3 separate regions of the Mus musculus genome follow, and regions 1 and 3 are each linked to region 2. The links are chromatin contacts, called in public HiChIP or PLAC-seq maps. All regions are on one chromosome and are shown on one strand. Each heading gives the region's core, a stretch centred on a gene start, on an enhancer-like site or on the middle of the called end of the contact. The rest is flanking DNA. Distances are from core to core; before and after follow the strand shown.

Region 1 (3,929 bases), core at 440-2,939, 330 kb before region 2:
AGTTTTAAAGAACATCACTACAGTCTGTGTTTGTTTATTTAAGGTAGGAGCAAAAAGGGGGCATAAACAGGGGTACTGCATGATTTCTGTAGTAAGTACTTGGGACTACCTCTTGAGGGTGAGTCATGTCTCCATTTTACCAACAGGGAAACTAAAGTCTGAGAACAGAAGGGATCTGGCAAAGCTGAATTTCAGCATTTTCCCACAGCCACCTCATTTTATTAAACTGTGCGGTCTATAGTACCTTCTTTATCTGTGGATATGTGTGTGTGTGTGTGTGTGTGTGTGTGTGTGTGTATTATATATATTCTTATAACTAACTCTAGAAATTATAGGGAATTGAAATTATTTTGTACATTTAAAGAATAACTTTCATATAAATGGTATCTGCAGCTTTGGAGCCTAAATGGAGAATATTTTGAATGTTTCTTGATTTAAAAAATTTTATTTACTATAAATGGTGTGTATGTGTGTGTTGTATAGCAGATGTGTCCAAGGCATAGGCTTGAAGACTACTTTTGGGAATCAGTTCTCTTCTCCCACCAAGGGATCTAGGTCAAGTTGTAGGGCTTTTGTAGCAAGCAGTTTTACCCACTGAACCATCTTGCTGGCCCTTGAAGATTTAAAAAAAAAAAACTTTAAAAATTTTATTTTATGTATATGCTTGCATGCACTTAAGTACCTGATGTGTACAGTGCCCATAGAGGCCAGAAGAGGGTGTTCAGTCCCTGGAAGTGGAGTTACAGTGATTGTGAGACACCATGTGGTGCTGGGGACTGAACCCAGGCTCTCTGCAAGAGCCACCCGTGCGCTTAGGCTCCAAATCATCTCTCCAGCCCCTATGGATGGCTTCTTAAGTGGAATCCTGAAGTTCATCTAAAGTAAGAAAACATAGCCTCAGACTAAAGCGATTCAGAACCCCTGTTGGGCAACAGATTTAATACATTGAGCTGAGTGGTTCTTACATGCTCTTAAAATGACTTTCCTATTCCAGGATATAATTTTCACACTCCACTGGGAAAGAAAATATTTGTTATTCTTTGAGATCAGAGAAAAATGAAAAAATTAATTATTATGACATGCTCTACAGCTTTTGATTAGAACGCAGAGAAATCCAGGGAAGTTTTATTTCCCCACAATATTATGAAGGGAAAGATTGTCTTTTAAAAATGGCTTTTTGGCAGGAATGGTTATAATGTAGTCCAGGGCCTCAGCTAGAATTTCCTGAGGGTAAGCAGGATTAGCTTGTTAAGGAACCTGGAACATGGGCAGGCACTGCAGGCAAGAGAACAGTCTGTCAAAGCCCTTAGGCATGAAGGACTGGCTGGTTCAGGGAGCTGGAAAGTCAGGCTGGGCCACAGGAATGGTGGGAGCTTTTGGACTGCAAGATTATTTTGTTCTGGTTTGCTTGACATATTTATCTTTATTTTGAAACAGTCTCCGTATGTAGCCCAAGCTGGCCTGGAGCTCGTGAGGATCATCCAGACCTAGACTTGAGAGCAGTTGGGCTGGTCTCGATAACAGAGTTCAGGGGGCACCACCTGGAGTGTTCCAGATTATTGTGTTCCTGAAGAAAGAATCCAACAGGCTCGGGGAGATATTAACAGGCAAAGGAGACAGCTTACTGAAGAAGGAGCCGCAGAGGGGTGGTGCCGGATGGAGCTCAGGTCCCTAGTGTGCTGCCAGTGCCTTACCCAGGAGCCAGCAAGCTTCACTGCTGCAGCCCGGGCCCCCACTCTGGATCTCTGGATTCAGAGTTGCTCTCTGTCCTTGCTCCTTTGTGCTTTCTGTGCTCTTGTGTTTGGATTGTTTGTGTGAGACTATTTTTTTATCGTCGGTTATTTTGTAGAATGCTCCATATTCTGATTCGCCTGAGCAGTTCCTCAGCTATTTGTGTAATTGCTTCCAGTTGTTTTAGTGTTTTGTAATTCATAATCCAAATGGAAGCAACATCATTGGCCTGTCTGGCCTTGTGTCTTGTGATTTTAAAAACTGCTTTACAATGCAGGCGGCTCAAGGATGAAGGAGATGGGGGAGGAGGGGAAGGGAGGGCAGGGAAGGGAAGAGGAGAGGAGAGGAGAGGAGAGTGTGTATGTGAATAGCTTTGCATTCTAATCTCATTGGTTGTATTCTAACCTAATGAATGTTTTTGTATCATGTCTTTATTGTTTTGGAGAGAAGATAAATATAGTTCCATAAAAGGGCTATTAAGTGCTTAAGAATGCCTCTCTTAGCAATGCTTTTATTAGTTGCCCTATTAGTAAGGAACTCTTTGATCATGCCCGGTATTTTCCCCCTAAATTATCTATCTGTGTTTGCAAAAATAAAAGCAGACTGTCTTCAGAATATCAGCAATCACTTCTGAACATGAATTCCCATCGCTTAGAAATTTGGAGGTTATAGGTGTCTGGGGCTTCAAGCAGGACAATTGTACAGTCACATGGAGTCTGCTTGTTTTGATTTTTTTTTTTCATACAGGTGGGAAGTGGAAAATATCAATTATTCTACAAGTATTACATATGTATTACAATCCCTCTCCTAGATTTTACTTAGGGTGGCCAATTAATTTCCAGGAGCATTTATTTCCTGGATGTCAGCTCTATGCTTCCTGTAACAGCCTGAGTTCCACCCAGGCTAGTGAGGGGACAGAAGGGACAACAGTGTCTCACCAGGATATGCTTTTTGAGCACCTAATGTATACCAGACACTGCACTAGAGCATACAATAAGCCAAGATAGACTTCTCACCCTCCTAGGAATGCCCCAAAGGCTGTACATGCCCCAATCAAGGAACACACAGGAGGCTGGGCACTCAAGGGTGAGAATCCAGACCAGATGGCTAAGGCACTTTGATGAGTGGCTGCAAAACAGAAAAGGAGACATGACATCTGGGGATTGCACGGAAAGTGTGGTCCCTCCCTCTTGTCCTCATCATGGGGAGAGATTCTTACACTCAATGCTGGTCTGTAGTGAAGGGACATGGAGAGGGATAGACATTGCAGTGGCTGTGTGCACTGAGGATGTGTGTAAAGTTCTGTGTTCAGGTTGGTTTGAATAGATGGCAAACTACTTTCATTTAAAAGCTGGTAATTTCCCTGCAAGAAGAGATTTCTTCTGTGGCAGATGATGGGCAGAAAGAATGGTCAGTTCTGTAAATGTTACTCAATTTTTAGTACACAGATGACTCTAAAAACATTTGTCTTAACCTTTTATTTATTGAGCGTTTTGTTTTTTCTTTTAGTCCAAGGACAAAATGATGAGAGGCTCTCGAAGAGGATGCGTTAGACTCAGAGTGAGTATTTTTTCATTTTATGAAAACCAATTTCAACAAAAAAGAAATATTTTGATGGAGCCACGGAGTCTATATTTTTAACTTAATTTCCTTACTTAGTTATTGGGCCAGATAACCAAGTCTCAGGGAGGGGACTTGGGTTTCTCCAAGGAACTTCTCAGAAGCATCAGGACCAGGACTAGAACTCCGTTATTTTGGCCTATGGTTTAATCCATGACTTAAAGCATCTACTGGCTTTCATCCTTCTGCTTCCGTCATGACGATTTTCACCTTCCCCCACCTTTTGTTTTGTTTTGGTTTTTGGTTTTTCGAGACAGGGTTTCTCTGTGTAGCCCTGGCTGTCCTGGAACTCACTCTGTAGACCAGGCTGGCCTTGAACTCAGAAATCCTCCTGCCTCTGCCTCCCGAGTGCTGGGATTAAAGGCGTGAGCCACCATGCCCGGCTTTCCCCCACCTTTTAAAGATTTATTTATTATTATACATAAGTACACTGTAGCTGACCTCAAGATGCACCATAAGCGGGTGTCAGATCTCATTGGGGTGGTTGTGAGCCACCATGTAGTTGTTGAGATTTGAACTCAGGACCTTTGGAAGAGCAGTCAGTGTTCTTAACCACTGAGCCATCTCGCCAGCCCTTC
Region 2 (3,641 bases), core at 131-2,630:
TTATCTTCGGTTTCTACTCACAGTTGACTTAATCCCGATGGAAGGCCAACAGTGGTGTGTAGTATTCCTAAGTAGACTCCAACCGAAGCCCCCTGGTGTTTTTGGAGCTACCACTCAATGCCTCAGCTTATGCTAACTACACACTCAGGGTATGGCAGTGGCAGTTAAGAAAACGAGTCAAAACTTGGCCATCTTACTACAGTATGCTTTGCAGACCTTCGGACTATTCTTCCTAAACAAAGTACAGTAGAATAGTCAGACACGAGCCACAGCTGCTGCCCACTACCTCATTAGTGCAAACTCTGGTTCAGATACTGAAGAAACATGTTGGCCAATTGAGGCAGATTCTCGTTATTGGGATGCATTTTGGTGTAGGAAATAAACTGGCGACGGAGGCGACTCAATTCTGCTAAGGTCAAGGGTCGGGTAAATCGGAGGGGCTCCGTGGTGCCAGGGAGCTTTAGGAAGTCTCCGGGCACAGCGCTCTTCTGGGCTTCCATCACAGCGGTCAACACCTGGCTTGTGGCCTGATCCAACTGGTGCAGAAAGCTGCCAGAGGCTAGAGGCTGAGACTGCGTAGACTGATGGGGCGGGGGAGCCCGATTCTCAAACAAGGCAGACCGGATCTCCGCGAGGGGCAATGGCTCTTCTAAACCCACCACAGTGAACAAGGGGCGATCCCAGCGGTTCCGGGAGTCGGGAGACTCAAAGCGCAGCGCTAAGGACTCCAGAACCTCGGGAGGAAAGGCACAGGACGCAGGCTCTGCAGATTTCTCGGACCCCGGGGTCATTACAGCGGAAGGGTTTGATGGCAGGATTTCCTCTGGATCCAGTTCCTTTGAGACAGCGGCCAGAACTCCCCCGTTGGCTACGGGGCTGGTGGCGCGCTGTTCCTCCACAGCGCCAGCCGCCTGAGACTTCCCGCCGGTCTCGGCCCGCGGTCTCCAGCTCACGCTGACAGCCAGGTCCCGGTTCTCGGAGGCGGAAGCCTCCCGAAGCTCGCGGCTCGGCCAGTTCGGCCGCACGCAGTAAAGTAAGCAGAGCGGCGTGCGCGCGGCCCGGGCGAGGCAGTACAGCTCGTAGCGGAAGCCCTTGATGTAGTTCACCGAGTCCAGGATGACCACGTCCTGCCGGCTCAGGCGCCGCTCCACCGCAGCCCGCAGCGCAGCCCGCAGAGCCTTCTCACCAGCGGAGTCGCCGTACACAGTCGGGTCCTGCGCGCCCAGCACCGAAGCATCGTCCACCACATACACCGCGCGGCCCTCGCTGGCCAGCGCCCGACGGAGCTCCTCCGTCCGCTGGCTCTTGCCGCTGGACGGCAGCCCGCAAACCACGACGAGCGGCATGATCTCCAGGGGCATCCATGTGCGGATGTTTGGCGTCAACTTCCGGCAGGAACCGGAAGAGAAAACCGAGCTTCCTGTTCCCTTACACTCTTACGGGACCTTTTGTTTCTATGGGAAACCGGAACTCTAACCAACCAGATCAAGGACCAACATTCTCAGAAAGGAGACGCAAAGATTAGAATGGCGTTAGTTATTTACACCAAACGTTAAAGGCCTCAACAGGATAAGATTACCCTCCGTCAAAGAGGGTATTTATTAAATGGGATTTAATGGGCATTCAACGAAATTACTAGCACCACATTTAGCATACAGAAGGCAAATTACAAATGATGTTTCTCTATTCAGGACTTCTCTTACACCTAGTAGCTCTTAGTAAATGTTTATTCATAACAACTATTTCAGTCGTCAACATCCTTTCATGGTTGGGGTCAGAGATGAATAAAAACTGTTCCCCTAGGAAAATCAAGGTTCAAAAAAACAATATATATATGGAAAAAAGGAAAAAAAAATCAAGGTTCGTATCAGGAAGCATTAAGTGTCCACGCAAAGTAAACACTTTTATGGGTAGCTGTACTTTAGTGTGAAGAACAGAAGTGAAAAAGCTGCCCGGAAACCTCCTTGAAGACTTGATTGATGCTTGAATTTGTTTCTATTTGTTTGGTAGAGAGGGCTGCTGGGCTAGAACCTTGTGAATGCTCTATGCCTCAGCACTATACCCTCGGAGCGAACTTGATTTTGAACTTGAAAGAATAATTGAAATTTCCATCGTGGATAGAGTCGCCAAATACAATGAAGATTTTCCAATTAAATCTGATTTTGAGATTTTTAAAAAGTTGCATAAGTTACATGGGCATATTTAATTTTCCTTTGTGTGAAATTTAAATTTAGCTGGGTATCTTTTTTTAATTAAACTTGGCAATCCTCCTGCAGAAAGCTTGAGTTGAGACCCCCGTGTCATGAGACTTAGGATCTGTTTTACAACAGCAAGCACAAGTGTGATAGGTACAGAAGTATAAATGTGAGTATGTGTGTGACAGGAGTATGATATAATATAGGACACACATGCTGGAGTAGAGTAAGTCTCTAATACAGTACAGGAGACACATGAAAGTCCACTTAATGGTTGTTTAAAGACTGGGAAGTGGGGCTGGTGAGATGGCTCAGTGGGTAAGAGCACCCGACTGCTCTTCCGAAGGTCCGGAGTTCAAATCCCAGCAACCACATGGTGGCTCACAACCATCCGTAACGAGATCTGACTCCCTCTTCTGGAGTGTCTGAAGACAGCTACAGTGTACTTACATATAATAAATAAATCTTTAAAAAAAAAAAAAGACTGGGAAGTAATTTCACTTTTCAGTATTTCAATTCTCTTTTCGATAAAATGTAACAGTTATTATTTCATAGTTGTACCAATCTCAGAGGCTGTAAAGACTAAATAAACCAATCTTTGTAACATTGGCAGCTCCTTGCTTCTGCACCCTCCCCCACCCCTTATGCTCTGCGTGTTTGTGCACAAACTAACCCTCCCTGAAACATTACACTATTTTAGCTTAAGGCTAGTATATAACTCACTGACAGAGAACAAAGAGGCTGTCAGAAGCTCAGCTCTGCTATGTACCAACTGGTGATCTTCTAACTGTTGAGTGACTTTCTCATTTCTAAAAAAGTAACAACAATACTTCATAGAAATGTCGAGAAACTAAATGAGCTAACCAATTTAGATTATTTAACACCTGGTACACAGTAAGTGCTGACTTTTTGTTATCAGGAAACTTACATAGTTCTTGTGGGGCCTTGACCTAGCCCTTCATCTGAGAGCAATGCAAAGCTAATGGCTAGAAAGCTTTGTTACTATAAACATCCCGAGCGTGTTTGATACCTTGCAGCTGCTTCCTTCTTGCCATCTTCCAGAGTCCTCCAGTGAATGTGATCTCCAAAACCTAGAAGGAAAGAGCCTTATAAACATCCAAAAAAACAAAGGACATTCACACAAGAAAGAAAGGAGACATGCTTGTAATATATCCATGAATAGAAAAAAAAAAATGTTTCCCCTCTGCTAAGAGCCTGGTGTTCAACGCCAGCTTCACTGTTTTCTGGGAATACTGAACCATAGGTAGTCACCTCCCCCAAGTCTGTTTTCATACCTCTAAACGGGAGAACACCATTTCATTAGTGATTATTAAGGAGCTTAAGTAATGAGTCCTATGTGAACTACCACACTATGCCAACAATACAGTGAGAATGAATGAGACTGTCTTACACAGTGATCAGAGAGCATCATCACTGAAATGACCG
Region 3 (3,722 bases), core at 629-3,128, 410 kb before region 2:
CCCAACCCCCCATACCCCTCCCCCAGGCTATGAAAACTCTCTACAGTCTGTGGGCTGTCAGGTGCTAATCTTTCCAAATTTCTTTCCACACCCAACCGCCACTTAAAATTGTTTTTTTAAATATTTATTAATTCGTATGTATATATACTGCATGTGTGTAGAAGAAGACAATTTACAAGAGTTGGTTCTTTCTACCATGTGAAATTCAGAGATGAAACTCAAGTTTTAATAGTTAGCTTTTTTACCCAATGTACTATCTCCTAATCTAGAATATTCTAAAAATCCAAGACCCACCACTAGGAGCTGAGCAGTTTTTGCATGCGTGCAATTCCAGCACTCAAAGGCTGAGGTATGAGGAAGTTAAAAGCCAGTCTATGTTTCAAAGTAAACTCTCTGCCAATCAGGGCAACAGGGCAAGACTGTGGGAACCTGTCTCAAATGACGATGAAGGTGCTCATGTATACATGTATACAAATGCCAAAGAATATATAAAAGATATTCTTTTAAAAATTAAACATTTAGTTTTTCTAAGAAACAAAACAAGCTGACTATGTCCCAGCTTCCAGGGAGGAAGGGAGAACTTCCTGCCACTCTCACTGATCTGATGACTCCACTTCCTGTTATCCAGGCTCCTAGTTCTTTAACTGCAAATCTGTTCTACATTTTCTTGTATTCTTCAATACCTGGCTCAAAGGTCTTTATGAAGGTGTCTCTGAAACCTGCAGGCATAGGCAGAGTGAGTTGGTGGTTTGGTTTTGTGTTTGGTTGGTTGTTTTTTGAGATAGGGTCTAGTCCAGGTTGGCCTTGCGGTCACTATGTAGTTGAGGATAGGAGTTCACACTTTCCAATGGATATTTAGTGAGTACCTTGATTTGTGTTGGTAACCCTGTCGTTTACTGGTTCCTTAAATGTTGGATTAAAACAAAAACAAAACAAAAGGATATAAGGACATTTCTTCCATGTGACAGGTTACTTTCTGTCTGTATTTCGTACTAATAGATATTCATTCAAATCGCCTGGTGCAGTAGAAGGCTAAGCTTTTCAGCCAGATGAACCTGAGATCAGATCCTGGCCCGCCCCTTACTGACTGACCCTGAACAAGTTTCTGTGTCTGCAACATGAAGATAGCAATGATCTCTGCAGTGACCTCTGTAAGACTGAATAGATGCATTGTAGGCACACTGCGAATTTGTGGGAAAATGCTTTCTAATCTATAAAGAACTACAAGAACTCAAGAGATAATGATGCTGTGAGCCGGTGGAACAAAAAAGATAGAAATAAGACAAGCAAACTTGCAAACAAGTAACAATTGTTTAAACATAAGGCAAGAGCAGCAGGCAAACAAGGTGACTTTCATGAAGTATTTTTCCAAACGTCCAAAGGATGTTCTGCTTTTGGCTTTAGGTGCTCAATACATTTAAAAAAAAAAAAAAAAAAGGAAACATTGGGTTCAACTGTTAGCACTGCTCCATAAATACTAAGAATTGCATATATTTAAACAAAAGAAAAACCCCAGTTGAAAGTAAGAACCAAGTTTATATAGAAGCTTATTTACCAACAATTAATTTCATAAACACCATGATAATGATAGTAGTTTTAACTACTACATTTTTTTTACAAGTATTTACTTTGGGCATGTTACAGGCATTGCCTCATTCAGTCCCAAGGGCCATTTCATGAGATAAAATTATCATTCCCTTTCTACCAATGAGCAAATAGAGCAGGGAAGGGGAGTAGAACTATAAATCCAAAGTTTATCTAAAAAGAATGAGTCGTTTTACTTCCCATAATTTGCTAAGCGAGGGCCCATTTCCCTCTCTAAGCACCGTCTCTGACTTCGGCCACACCCAGTGTCTGTGCAGTTACAGTTCATCCTTCTGATCCAAGTGGGCTTCCTTCTGGTCCAGAGACGCCCTCGCTGCACTGCCTTCCTGCTTGAGCCTTTCCTCTGCTTCCTCCTCGTCGTCCTCTTCAGCGTCCTCCTCATCCTCCTCATCTAGTCCCCAGACGTCCTCTTGCCTGGCTCTCTCCTTTTCCCTCTTCTTCTTGGTCTCCTCCGCCTCCTTCTGTTTCTCCATTTCCTCATACAGCTCTCTCCACTGCTGCTCCACATCCTGTTTAAAATGTGGGGTTTCAAAGTTTCACAGATGAAGTAAACAGATAGCCCATTTTAGAAACATCTGTTGTCTTCCCATTGACTTCAAGGTTTCTAGGATGGTGTTTATTTACATCTAGATTTCAGCGCCTGTGGGGTAGTCGTCTGGGTGTTGATGTATTTCATTTGTAAATAAAATTGATCTAAAGCTAGGCATACACATAATCCTAGCACCTGAGAGGTGGAGGCAGGGTCAGGAGTTCAAGGTTATCCTCTGCTAGACAAGGATGTTAGGGGTTACCTAAGACCTTGTCTCAAAATGAAATATAAACTAAAATAAAATAATTTTAAAAATATAAAGTGGACTGGCAAGTTGAGTAAAGGTGACAGTGCTTGACACCAAGCCCATAGCCCTGAGTTTGCTCCCTGGACTCACAGCGGAAGGAAAGAACCAACGGCACAAGTCGTCCTCTGACCTCCAATACTGTGGCATGTGCGTGCACTCAGACCTGATAATATGTAACATTATACTAAGTAGCATAAGTGTAATAAAAAATTTAAAATACTAAAATAAACTAATTCCTCCTCTTGCATTAGATACCTATGTCATTACCCACCTTAGGCTAAACAATATTTGTGTGTTATTTGTATTCCTCACAATGATGCATAAGGTCATGTAGCCCACCTTCGATAAGGGCTATCTAATGTTTGGGATTCTTTCTAATTCATTCATTTGCTTGCTTATTTTGTTCTTGAGACTGGGTCTTGCTATATAATCCAGAAATGGCTTTGAATGCTTTCTTTTTTTCTTTTAATTTTTTTGAGACAAGGTCTCTCTATGAAGCGCCAGCTGTCCTGGAACTCACTATGTAGACCAGGCTGGGCTCAAACTCTCAGAGACCCACCTGAGAGTGCTGGGATCTAAGATGCACACCACTGTGTCCAAACCTTGAATTCTTTCTTAACCCTTCTGCCTCTGCCTCCTCCACCCTGTGGGACTGCAGTGGTGGACATGCCGTCACACCCAGCTCATATGGATGGTCTACATTTTGTTTAAAAGATAGTGCTATCATTATTCCCAATTGAAAGGTTAAATAAACAGACAAAGTGCATATAGCTAGTTAGGGATGGAGCCTGGATTTGAACCTAAGCAGTCTACATAAAAACATTCGTGTTCTAACTAATAAATAACAATAACACAACAGTATTAGAGGGCTGGGGAGTGGCTCAGCAATCCGCACATGTCTAGCATGAACAAAGCTCTATGTTAGTTTTCTAGTATCACAAAATAAAGATGATAATGCTAAAGTAAAACAAGACAAAACTAGACTAAAACGTATTTTTAAAGCTAGGCACTGAGTCAGCAAAATAGCCCAGAGGATAAAGGCAAATGTTCCAAGCCTAGCACTTTCAGTTAGATCCGCTGGGAGTCAGGACTGGTGCCCAACAGACCTGTAATCTCAACTACATAGTAGGCTGAAGACAAAGAACACATATTCAAGGCCAGCCTTGGCTACAGAGTGAGTTGAAAGCCAGTCTGGGTAACTTTGTGAAACCTTGTCTTAAAATAAAAAGAGTTCTAGCATACAGCTCAGTGGTAGAGCACTTGCCTAGCATATGTGTCCCT

Evidence for each region. HiChIP or PLAC-seq counts read pairs in DNA pulled down with a chosen protein or histone mark.
Region 1: a contact with region 2 is called in an H3K4me3 HiChIP or PLAC-seq map of embryonic stem cells, with 14 read pairs. The contact joins the enhancer-like site here to the promoter of Kti12 in region 2. A contact is called at or near these places in 5 of 39 promoter capture datasets (the 3T3-L1 cell line, the C10 cell line, the HPC-7 cell line and 2 more), 1 of 15 datasets of contacts at CTCF or cohesin (large pre-B cells), 1 of 484 Hi-C or Micro-C datasets (cortical neurons), 25 of 115 datasets of contacts at active chromatin or transcription factors (the 230-238 cell line, the NIH/3T3 cell line, the SCID.adh cell line and 15 more) and 3 of 9 other capture datasets (adipose tissue, liver and pancreatic islet).
Region 3: a contact with region 2 is called in an H3K4me3 HiChIP or PLAC-seq map of fetal liver, with 3 times the contacts expected there. The contact joins the enhancer-like site here to the promoter of Kti12 in region 2. A contact is called at or near these places in 3 of 39 promoter capture datasets (3T3-L1-derived adipocytes, the C10 cell line and neutrophils), 2 of 115 datasets of contacts at active chromatin or transcription factors (fetal liver and large pre-B cells) and 2 of 9 other capture datasets (adipose tissue and liver).

The regions. Positions count from the first base shown.
Region 1 is chr4:109,171,636-109,175,564 of GRCm38.p6, reverse strand. Osbpl9 (oxysterol binding protein-like 9) reads left to right here. Exons shown (of 24, transcript NM_001368727.1): 2 at 3,241-3,291. Among named protein-coding and RNA genes, the nearest start is that of Gm46867, 29 kb to the left of the region's middle. Within about 2 kb of position 1,689, at least 60 of the 459 cell types and tissues checked have an H3K27ac peak or open chromatin away from gene starts, as enhancers often do. A contact at or near this core is called in adipose tissue, cancer-associated fibroblasts, cortical neurons and 3 more, where this site is marked.
Region 2 is chr4:108,845,596-108,849,236 of GRCm38.p6, reverse strand. Kti12 (KTI12 homolog, chromatin associated) reads right to left here and starts at 1,380. Exons shown (of 1, transcript NM_029571.2): 1 at 1-1,380. The coding sequence starts at 1,346. The coding sequence ends at 291. It overlaps Txndc12 (thioredoxin domain containing 12 (endoplasmic reticulum)), which reads right to left. Exons shown (of 7, transcript NM_025334.3): 2 at 3,226-3,286.
Region 3 is chr4:109,252,142-109,255,863 of GRCm38.p6, reverse strand. It overlaps Calr4 (calreticulin 4), which reads right to left. Exons shown (of 8, transcript NM_001033226.4): 8 at 1,287-2,114. The coding sequence ends at 1,863. The region is part of intron 2 of Gm40225 (a long non-coding RNA gene); the gene reads left to right. Among named protein-coding and RNA genes, the nearest start is that of Calr4, 18 kb to the right of the region's middle. Within about 2 kb of position 1,878, at least 31 of the 459 cell types and tissues checked have an H3K27ac peak or open chromatin away from gene starts, as enhancers often do. A contact at or near this core is called in adipose tissue and fetal liver, where this site is marked.